3 separate regions of the Sus scrofa genome follow, and regions 1 and 2 are each linked to region 3. A link is a contact called in public Hi-C and HiChIP or PLAC-seq data. All regions are on one chromosome and are shown on one strand. Each heading gives the region's core, a stretch centred on a gene start, on an enhancer-like site or on the middle of the called end of the contact. The rest is flanking DNA. Distances are from core to core; before and after follow the strand shown.

Evidence for each region. A called contact is a pair of places that touch in the nucleus more often than the background predicts. HiChIP or PLAC-seq counts read pairs in DNA pulled down with a chosen protein or histone mark.
Region 1: a contact with region 3 is called in a Hi-C map of skeletal muscle, with 6 times the contacts expected there. The contact joins two enhancer-like sites. A contact is called at or near these places in 10 of 47 Hi-C or Micro-C datasets (alveolar macrophages, embryonic fibroblasts, epiblast stem cells and 5 more).
Region 2: a contact with region 3 is called in an H3K27ac HiChIP or PLAC-seq map of skeletal muscle, with 5 times the contacts expected there. The contact joins two enhancer-like sites. A contact is called at or near these places in 2 of 47 Hi-C or Micro-C datasets (psoas muscle and skeletal muscle) and 1 of 2 datasets of contacts at active chromatin or transcription factors (skeletal muscle).

The regions. Positions count from the first base shown.
Region 1 is chr14:78,543,011-78,545,710 of Sscrofa11.1, forward strand. It overlaps LRMDA (a long non-coding RNA gene), which reads left to right. Exons shown (of 6, transcript XR_002338559.1): 3 at 863-989. Among named protein-coding and RNA genes, the nearest start is that of LRMDA, 590 kb to the left of the region's middle. Within about 2 kb of position 1,426, at least 19 of the 83 cell types and tissues checked have an H3K27ac peak or open chromatin away from gene starts, as enhancers often do. A contact at or near this core is called in skeletal muscle, where this site is marked.
Region 2 is chr14:79,069,979-79,072,757 of Sscrofa11.1, forward strand. No RefSeq gene overlaps it. Among named protein-coding and RNA genes, the nearest start is that of KCNMA1, 1.0 Mb to the right of the region's middle. Within about 2 kb of position 1,498, at least 5 of the 83 cell types and tissues checked have an H3K27ac peak or open chromatin away from gene starts, as enhancers often do. A contact at or near this core is called in skeletal muscle, where this site is marked.
Region 3 is chr14:78,812,603-78,815,302 of Sscrofa11.1, forward strand. The region is part of intron 5 of LRMDA (a long non-coding RNA gene); the gene reads left to right. Among named protein-coding and RNA genes, the nearest start is that of LRMDA, 860 kb to the left of the region's middle. Within about 2 kb of position 1,384, at least 14 of the 83 cell types and tissues checked have an H3K27ac peak or open chromatin away from gene starts, as enhancers often do. A contact at or near this core is called in skeletal muscle, where this site is marked.

The sequences.
Region 1 (2,700 bases), core at 176-2,675, 270 kb before region 3:
GCCTCAACATCTACATTGCTGCATTCCACACTTCTTTCAAAAATAAAGAACTCCACTTTCCAGAAATTTGAACAGTAAACTTCAAGCCGGGAGCCTTGAGACAGAAATTCCCTCAACCCCTTCCTTACCTCACCCCCAACAAAAATGAAAACAAATAAAAAGAAATCATGAAAGCAAAAGGAATAGCCACTCAAACTGGAGTGATTCCACGCTTCTGCGGATATCTTGCCTTTGGGGCAGCTACAGGGACACTGGGCAGAAACAAATGAAGCGATTAGTAAAGAAAAAAAGCGGGAGGGGAAAAAAGTCAGAGGCGGCAAATGCAGAGAAAGGAAGCCTTCCTTGCCGTTTCCTAGGACTGTGCAGAGGAGAACCGCTAAGAAATGATACTTGAAGTTATATTTATTATTGTAAGAGGGGTATGATATTTCTGGGCAGGAATGATGGATGACAACTTAAATTTGTGTCCAGGGAATGAAGGTGAACTGTGACAGAGTTATTTATCTTGGGAATGGAGGTTAGGGTCAGCCGAGGCTGGGTGCCTGAAGGCACAAGACATTGACAAATTTATCCTGCAGGCCGTATCTGAAGCCCTTTGTTTTGGATCCTGGCTACTCACTAAGTGACCCTCATCCTTCATGTTGGCAATGCGTGAAGGATGCGGTGAGCGCCAGCGGCCCCTTCTCCCCCGCCGCCCCCGCCCCGGCTCCCGCTACTAATTCTTGTCATTCACTTTGCTGACAGGCACCAAGCCCAAACTATTCCCAGTCCTGAAAGGGAAGGTTAAAATATTTATTTCGGCTCATAATGGCCTCCCTGATTTAGTGCAGGATCATTTTTCCTGTTGCCTTTGTCATTGCAGGTCACTGGAAGGACTGAGCGCGTTCGGGAGCCTGGAGGAACTCATCTTGGACAACAATCTGCTGGGGAACGACCTCGTGTTGCCAGGGTTACCCAGTCTCCATACCTTAACCCTCAACAAGAACCAGATATCCTTGGCTCTGGTGCTGCCCCCACTCCCCGCCCAGCCCCGCAGTGGTCCCCTCCCCGCCAGCCATCCCCTCTCCCCCCGCCCCCCACAAATACCTGCGAAATGTCAAATGAGTTTTATGTGTCAGCTAAATTAAAGTATGTGAAATACAGTCCATGGGCAGACAAAGCGTTCTGTCTCCTGGCACTCGGGACACTTCAGAGTAATTTATTATAGGTCATTCATAAATGAAATGCACCATTATATCTTCCTGTTGCTCCATTTTAGTGTAGAGATCTAAGTTATGGCTGCGAAGAAATCTTTTTAATAGATAAAAATAGAGAAAGAAAATAATGTCACTGCTGCCGAGAAGGGAAGGCTAAGCTGTGTTCTCTTTGCTTGGGCTTGTGTGGGAGGGCGACCTCTGGTGGGAAGCAGGGGGTAGTGCCGCTAAGCAACCTTAGCCTTTAAGGAGGTTTCTGGAAGGCTTTGGTGCAGGCTTGGGGAAGGCTTCTGGCTGAAGAGAAGAGCGAAGGGGCTAAGGTGGAAGAAGAGTGAGAAGTCCAGGCTAGCGCTGCCCTCTGTGGTGTGTCTGGTACTTGGATGATGAGAGAGCCTAGGAGAGTCATTCTAGTGTGTGGTTTCTCCTTAGGTCTGAAGATCTAGCGGCCTGGAATGAGACTCAGGGACTTATTGCCTTGGGGTCTGCGGTGAGGCTGAGAATGGAATCAGAACCTCTACCTTGTGAGTCCCGTAGCTCCTTGTGAGGCTGAAAAAGGAATCAGAACGCTTGTACTTTGTGTGTTAGAGTCACAGGGCGCGGTGCTTGCACAGTGCCAGCTCTCCCAGGCAGAGAGTTTTGTCAGTGTTAACTCCTTTATCTTTCACACCTAGAACAATACCTGGCACGGAGTTAAGGCTCCATAAATGGTTGTGGGATGAAGGAGTCATGATCATCAGATGTTCTTTATTGAGCACTCCTATGGATTAGGCGCTGTGCTAGGTAGCTTGAAGTGTGTTATTTTTTTCATTCTTACCAAATCCCTTGGGAAGGGTGTGGTTTCTCCCTTCACCTAGAGCCAACTAGGCATTTAACAACATGACAGGTCCTGGCTTGTCACACCTGTGGCTGGACCCAGAGTTCTTTCCTTATTACAGCATGCTTCAGACTTGAAGTCTTATCACCTTGTTTTATTGGTGGGGCTTTTGAGACCTGGTGTGGTTTACTCACTTGCTTCTCACATAGTAAGTTAGAAATAGAAAAGGGATTGGGATATTTTCCATAGAGTATGAAATTAAAGCCATATACATATGTTAAGATGAAGGTATATGTTTATGGCAGCTCTAAGAAGGATTTATGAAATCATTTATTAGCCACTGTTTATACATGAAATCTTAAGCTAATATTTTCTTTCTTCAGTAAAATAAGTGATTCGTGGCCACTATTAATTGATACTTTTGTGGAAGAAGGAGCGGACCTACAGGTTCTTATCAGTCCTTATCATAATGAAATATTGATTTTTTTTCCTCTCCTATCCTTTGGTCAACCAAATTTCCTAGTCATTGTTTGAAAAATGATCTTAGTCAGTGTATCTTACGTCTTCCTTGGCTGTTGAGATGATGAGTTGGATGATAGTCTCAAATCAGTTAGAATAGAAGGAGAATTAGACTAGCATTTGGATGATGTGTTTCCTGCTATGGACCCCAGTGCTCATAGCCTGTGTCCCACG
Region 2 (2,779 bases), core at 248-2,747, 260 kb after region 3:
AGAATGAAAGCCACAGTTGGAGGATAATGAAGAAAAAAAAAAAAAGAAAACAGATGGGAAATTATATTCCTGATGATAGTATGAACCCACCATACCAGTTCTGTAGTGCTTACCTCCAAACTTCTCTTTGTAACAGAGAAATAAAATTTCATTTTACTCAAGCTGCATTAATTTTTAAATATTCTCTTATATGCAGCTGCACTTAATCTAAGATGATGGAGAAAACTACTTGAGGTTATATGTCAATTAATGATAAATTGACTTTTATTTTTGCATTCAGTTGGCCATGTGACCATGTTCTGGGTAATGATCTATCGTGGAAATATTATGAGGGGGCTACAAAGAACCAATGTATTTAACTCAAGAGAATTATCCAAGGAAAAGTGGGTTTAAGAGGCCTAAAAGCAGGTAGGGACAAAAAACTTGAAAATAAAGGCAACTATAAACTCCAAGAAAAATGAAACACATTTTAAAAATGGCATTACATTGTTCTATAGTGAACTATAGTTACACAATCCAAATCGTTTAAACAATAATAAAGGTCTTTTAAAAGGGAAGCTTTCTTCCAAAAATGATCACTCTTTGCTTCTGTTAGGAAACTTTATTCAAACTAAGACAATTAGTGAAAAAAATAAAATTCTTCAGGATACAGCTAAATGATGATCTTGTTTCATGATTACCTTATATGTGATGAATCCTTTATAAGTCCACTCTCATTAAGCTTGAGAATTTTTTTATTATCCATATATTATTATGTGTATTGCACTTATTCTGATAATTTTTAAGGACTGTTAATTATAGAATCTTGCAGATACCTCAATAATTGTACCTGTTTATTTTGTTATGGTTACATCCATGGCATATGGGAGTTTCCAGGGCAGGGACTGAATCTGAGCTGCAGCTGCAGAACACCAGATCCTTTAACCCACTCTGCTGGGCCAGGGATTGAACTGTACCTCTGCAACAACCCAAGCCACTGCAACTGGATTCTTAACCCACTGTGCCATAGAGGGAAACCCTCAGTAATAGTACTTTTAACCTTTTATTTTACTTGTTTATCTAACTACTGTCTTTCCCACTAGACTGTAACTCATTCATCACATAAACAACATTTTTCAGTTCCGTATTTCCATAACTTAGCCCACCATCAGGCACATCATAAGAGCTCATGCTTATTGAATGGATTAATCTGACAAAACATCATCTTATTATTATGAGAACATGTTATTTTTTGGATGTTGTCTCAAGAAGGGAGAAAAAGAAAGACATGAGAGATGATCTGATTGAAGAGGAAAGGAAAATACTGAACTTATTTAATAGATGTCCCTCTCCAAAGCACTTAAGCAGCAGCAAGCATACCCTCGCAGCATGTCTGATGATATTTCAGAGCCTCTCTTCACAGATCACCTTGCAATCCCAGGTCACAAGGTGGGAGCTGCCAGTAGTCCTGGTGGTAAACCACCACACCAGCTTCCATTCCTCCTTTAAGTGAGGTGGCTTGTGATGGACTAGCCTAGAGTAACTATGCCAACTTCCAGCTGCCCTGACCCTGTCTCCCTGCCAAACAGACTCAGATTTCAAGTGAGTAGTTTCGCAAGCCTGCAAGGAATGGATATTTATAAAGACAAGTTATGTCGTGGTCATATTCACATAGCATCATCATCAGCTCATCATTCAGGCAAACCAGAGCCATATCCTGTGAACAGTTGGCTTCACGGAATGCAGGAAGCTTGGAAGATAGTCACATGGGGAAAATAAGGGGAAGGTGAGTCTGACCAATTTAACCACATGGAATCCTACAACCTTTCTTCTTTTTATATAGGACCTTTGTCAGAGGCATTTGATCTACAGTGGAAAGAGCATGCATCTTGGAACTAATGGATCTTGTCCTTGGTTCAGGGCCTGCTACTTACTAGCTTTGTGCCCTTGAGCAAGTCCCTTCCTACCTCTGGGTTTTGTTCCCTTATTTGAAAAATGTCAACCCCATAAAGTTATTTTGAGGATTTTAAAGAAATAATGGATGTGAGCATCCTTTGTAAAATATAAATTATCTTGCTCTTTTTCACACTGGGAGATGCCTCAAGGCTGTTCAACATATTGCGTTCAACTCTTATGTAAATAAGGTTAAAGAGAAATATTACCAATTCAGGAAGAATTGCTGTTTTAATAAACAGTATGAGGGGGAAAATTCCACTAATACTTAACATCCTTCTTTGTTTATTAGTCCACTAGACAAATTTTATTGAATGCATCATCACTGTTATCAAAAAAGATTTGAGTGTCTATCTATTATTCAGTTATTCAGTAAACATTTATCAAAAGCTCAAGTGAAACGTCCCAGGTTAGCCCCCGTGAGTGAACCAGCCAGGAAAAAGGAGAATAGAATCCACATTCAGAAGGAGATGGTTATAACAAGTCAAGGCTGTGCTGGATAAGTTTTGTATTTCTAGGAATTTCTAGAATCACATCACATTGGACATGAATGCTTCTATAGCATCTCACCCCATTTGACTCTTACCTCATGCATGAATTTTGTTTATACTTTGATAACTAAAAAAAAAAGTCACTCTCTGGAGAATATTCTATTTCTAATAGATCTAATTATTAGAAAACTCTTCCTTGTATTTACCATTTGGTCCTGTCTTACGGCTGTGTAGCTTGCTTCCTCTTGTACGTGATGACCACCACTCGGATATTTGAAGATGCCACTTCCCATGCCCAGGGTCCCTTCCCTTCACTGTCCTCCTTTGCCTCTTAGCCTACTCAGCTTTTTTTTTTC
Region 3 (2,700 bases), core at 134-2,633:
TTTTCTCCTCCCATACGGTTCATGCTTTTTCCCCCATTCCCTTTTTCTTGTTTCACAAATGAAACTACCATTTTGTTAGGTCTGAGTTTTGTTTTAAGCTGCTCTATCTGTGATGCAGGCTTTCCCCTCACAGCTGTCACAATAATTTGGGAAGTCATATTCATAACCTCCAATAGAAAAAATAATTTGAAAATGTGCCTTCTGGTGAGATCCATCAAGTTTAAGGTCACATTTTTGGTTAAAAGTCAGACAGTGATGCTATTCATTAAACTGAAAAATGACTTGTTTTCCACTAATAGGGAAATAAACTCTGGATGAATGTTAAGTCATGCTGGCACGCACTTATATAGAAAGTAAAAGGAAACACAGATATATTTAATTTGGACATGTAAAGTCAACAGAGTTTTAGGTCTTTCTTGAGACAGGGAACCAGGAAGATTGGTTGAAACAAATGTGAATCATTAGAAGTTCATTTGCCTCCTTTAGAGGATGAGAGGATTTAAAGAAGGACTCAGTGTCGCTGTGTTTTTTCAAGCACTGTTACCTATGAATAAGAACATGTAATTTATTTCGCTGATGTTCTTAGGGATTTATTTTGGGCAGTGGATCAGAACCCTGTATTTGACTCTGTGCTCAAGTAACCCGAGAGTGCACATATCCTGTTCCTATCCACACCACACAACACATGCAAAAAAACTAAGTTTATCTGGGATCTTGTAATCATGCTAGTGTCCCTGTACGTTAATCAAATAGAAACTGACAACAAAGATTCCTTGCATATTATTCAACCATACTTTTATTTTTTCCAATATAAAGAGCGAATTAATAATATAAGAGCATTAATGCTATACTCGCCTTGTTTAGGTTTCCGTTTCCCATTTATGACTTTCTATTTTTGCTAAAAAAGATCTGTAAATTTAAAAAATATGCATGTATCTCATTAAAAAAGTTTCCCCATTCTAGCAACACTCAGCAAATCTCCAAAGAATGCAAGTGTAGAACATAAATATTTTAAGGCCTCATAAAATTGTCAGTGAATATTTTTTCCCCTTAATACCATGTTTGTTTCATTCCAGTTTACTACTGCAATTTTATTTTCCAAAGTGGCTTTTAATACAATACACAATTATTTCCAACAGGGTTGGGTAGGTCACCTCATTAAGCCTGAAAAGATCGGGCCTCTTGTGATCCTCAGGAATATCCTTGCCTTTATTCCTAATTAAAACGGCCCTCCTAAACTCTCTCAAGTTTATCAATATAAATAAGTAGCTAAGGGGGAAATAATCGCAGTTGGAAAGTTAGCGGGGCAAGGTGACCTGGTCACCAGACCCGAAGCAGCACTGTGTCTGCAGTGGTGCCCTGCCACCTGTTGGCTTTGCTGACACATAACAGGGAATTGATGTCCCTCTCAGCAGTGCCTTAACCCTCTCTGACCCCCGTCCCAGTTCATCACCCTGAGAGAAAAGAAGGGGCCGTTTGAGAATTCCAGGCCTCCTGATTTCCTCCATCATTCATGTCCTTGGCCACATGTTTCTTCTGCTAATACTCAAAATTTATGGCCGAGCACATTAAGGGCAGCACAAGTCCTTCCCTTCTTCTGGATTATTTCAGAGTTTCCTGTCAAAAGGAAATCCAAGAAGATGTGTCCTCAGCGGATTGTATGTGACAGTGCCTGCTTCTATCTCAGGAATCTGAGGCATGATGGATAAACTGTCACTTTTGAAGGATGATGTTTTCTCCATATTTCCATTATGAACCAGGCTGTCATCTCCTAATAAATTTCTTGCATTGGTATCAATTTATTTTTACAAGCAGAGGGTCTGATGTACTTGGGAAAGGCACTGACAGCAGAGCTGGCCCAGCTTGACAGAGCTGGCTCCACCTCATTTTGGAAAACTGCTTTGGTTCCAAGGACAGAACTTGACCTGCAGCCCTTGGGAATAAAAAAAAAAAAAAAAAAAAAAAAAAAAAAAAACTGTGAGAGGAAGAGAGACACATGAGGCCAAGTTCCTTCTTTTAAGCCAAAATAAATCAACCCTGTAGGACTACTATGACACAATATTATTTCTAACACAACCCTACAAACCCAGATGAGGAATGCCATATGTAGTTATTTACTAAAGATAGACCATCACAATAATGCAGGGAAACTGTGGATGGATTCAGATTATAGCTAGCCTGACAATTTCACTACTTTCACCCTCAGAAGGGATCTCAGCAGCGCTTTTCTGCATGACAAGTGAGGAGCAGAGCCCATCCGTGTAATGAATAATTTGATTACTCGTGGTGTGCAGGTCCCTGTTGTAACTACTATGAAGGGTAGGAGAAGCCATAAAACATTAGCCCTATCTCTTAAGAAACTTAAATCTAACTGAAGAGGTAAGATGCTATACAAAATTAAAGTAACTCATCATGAATATTTAATGAGCAATGCTAAGATCTTTGTCTCTTACCTCACTTAATCTTTGCCTTTAATGAGAAGGGAGGTGGTAAAGCATCATAATGGTTAAGGCAGTAGCCATTGGAGACAAACTGCCTAGATTTGTGGCTCAGCTCTGCTATGTGCTAGCAACCCAAGCACCTACCTAATTTCTCTGGGTCTTAGTTTTCCTCATCTGTAAAAGAGGAATAGAATTTAGCACTGCTTCACAGAAGTGTTGTAAAAAATTGTATAGATGAATATGTGGCCCATGTTTACAA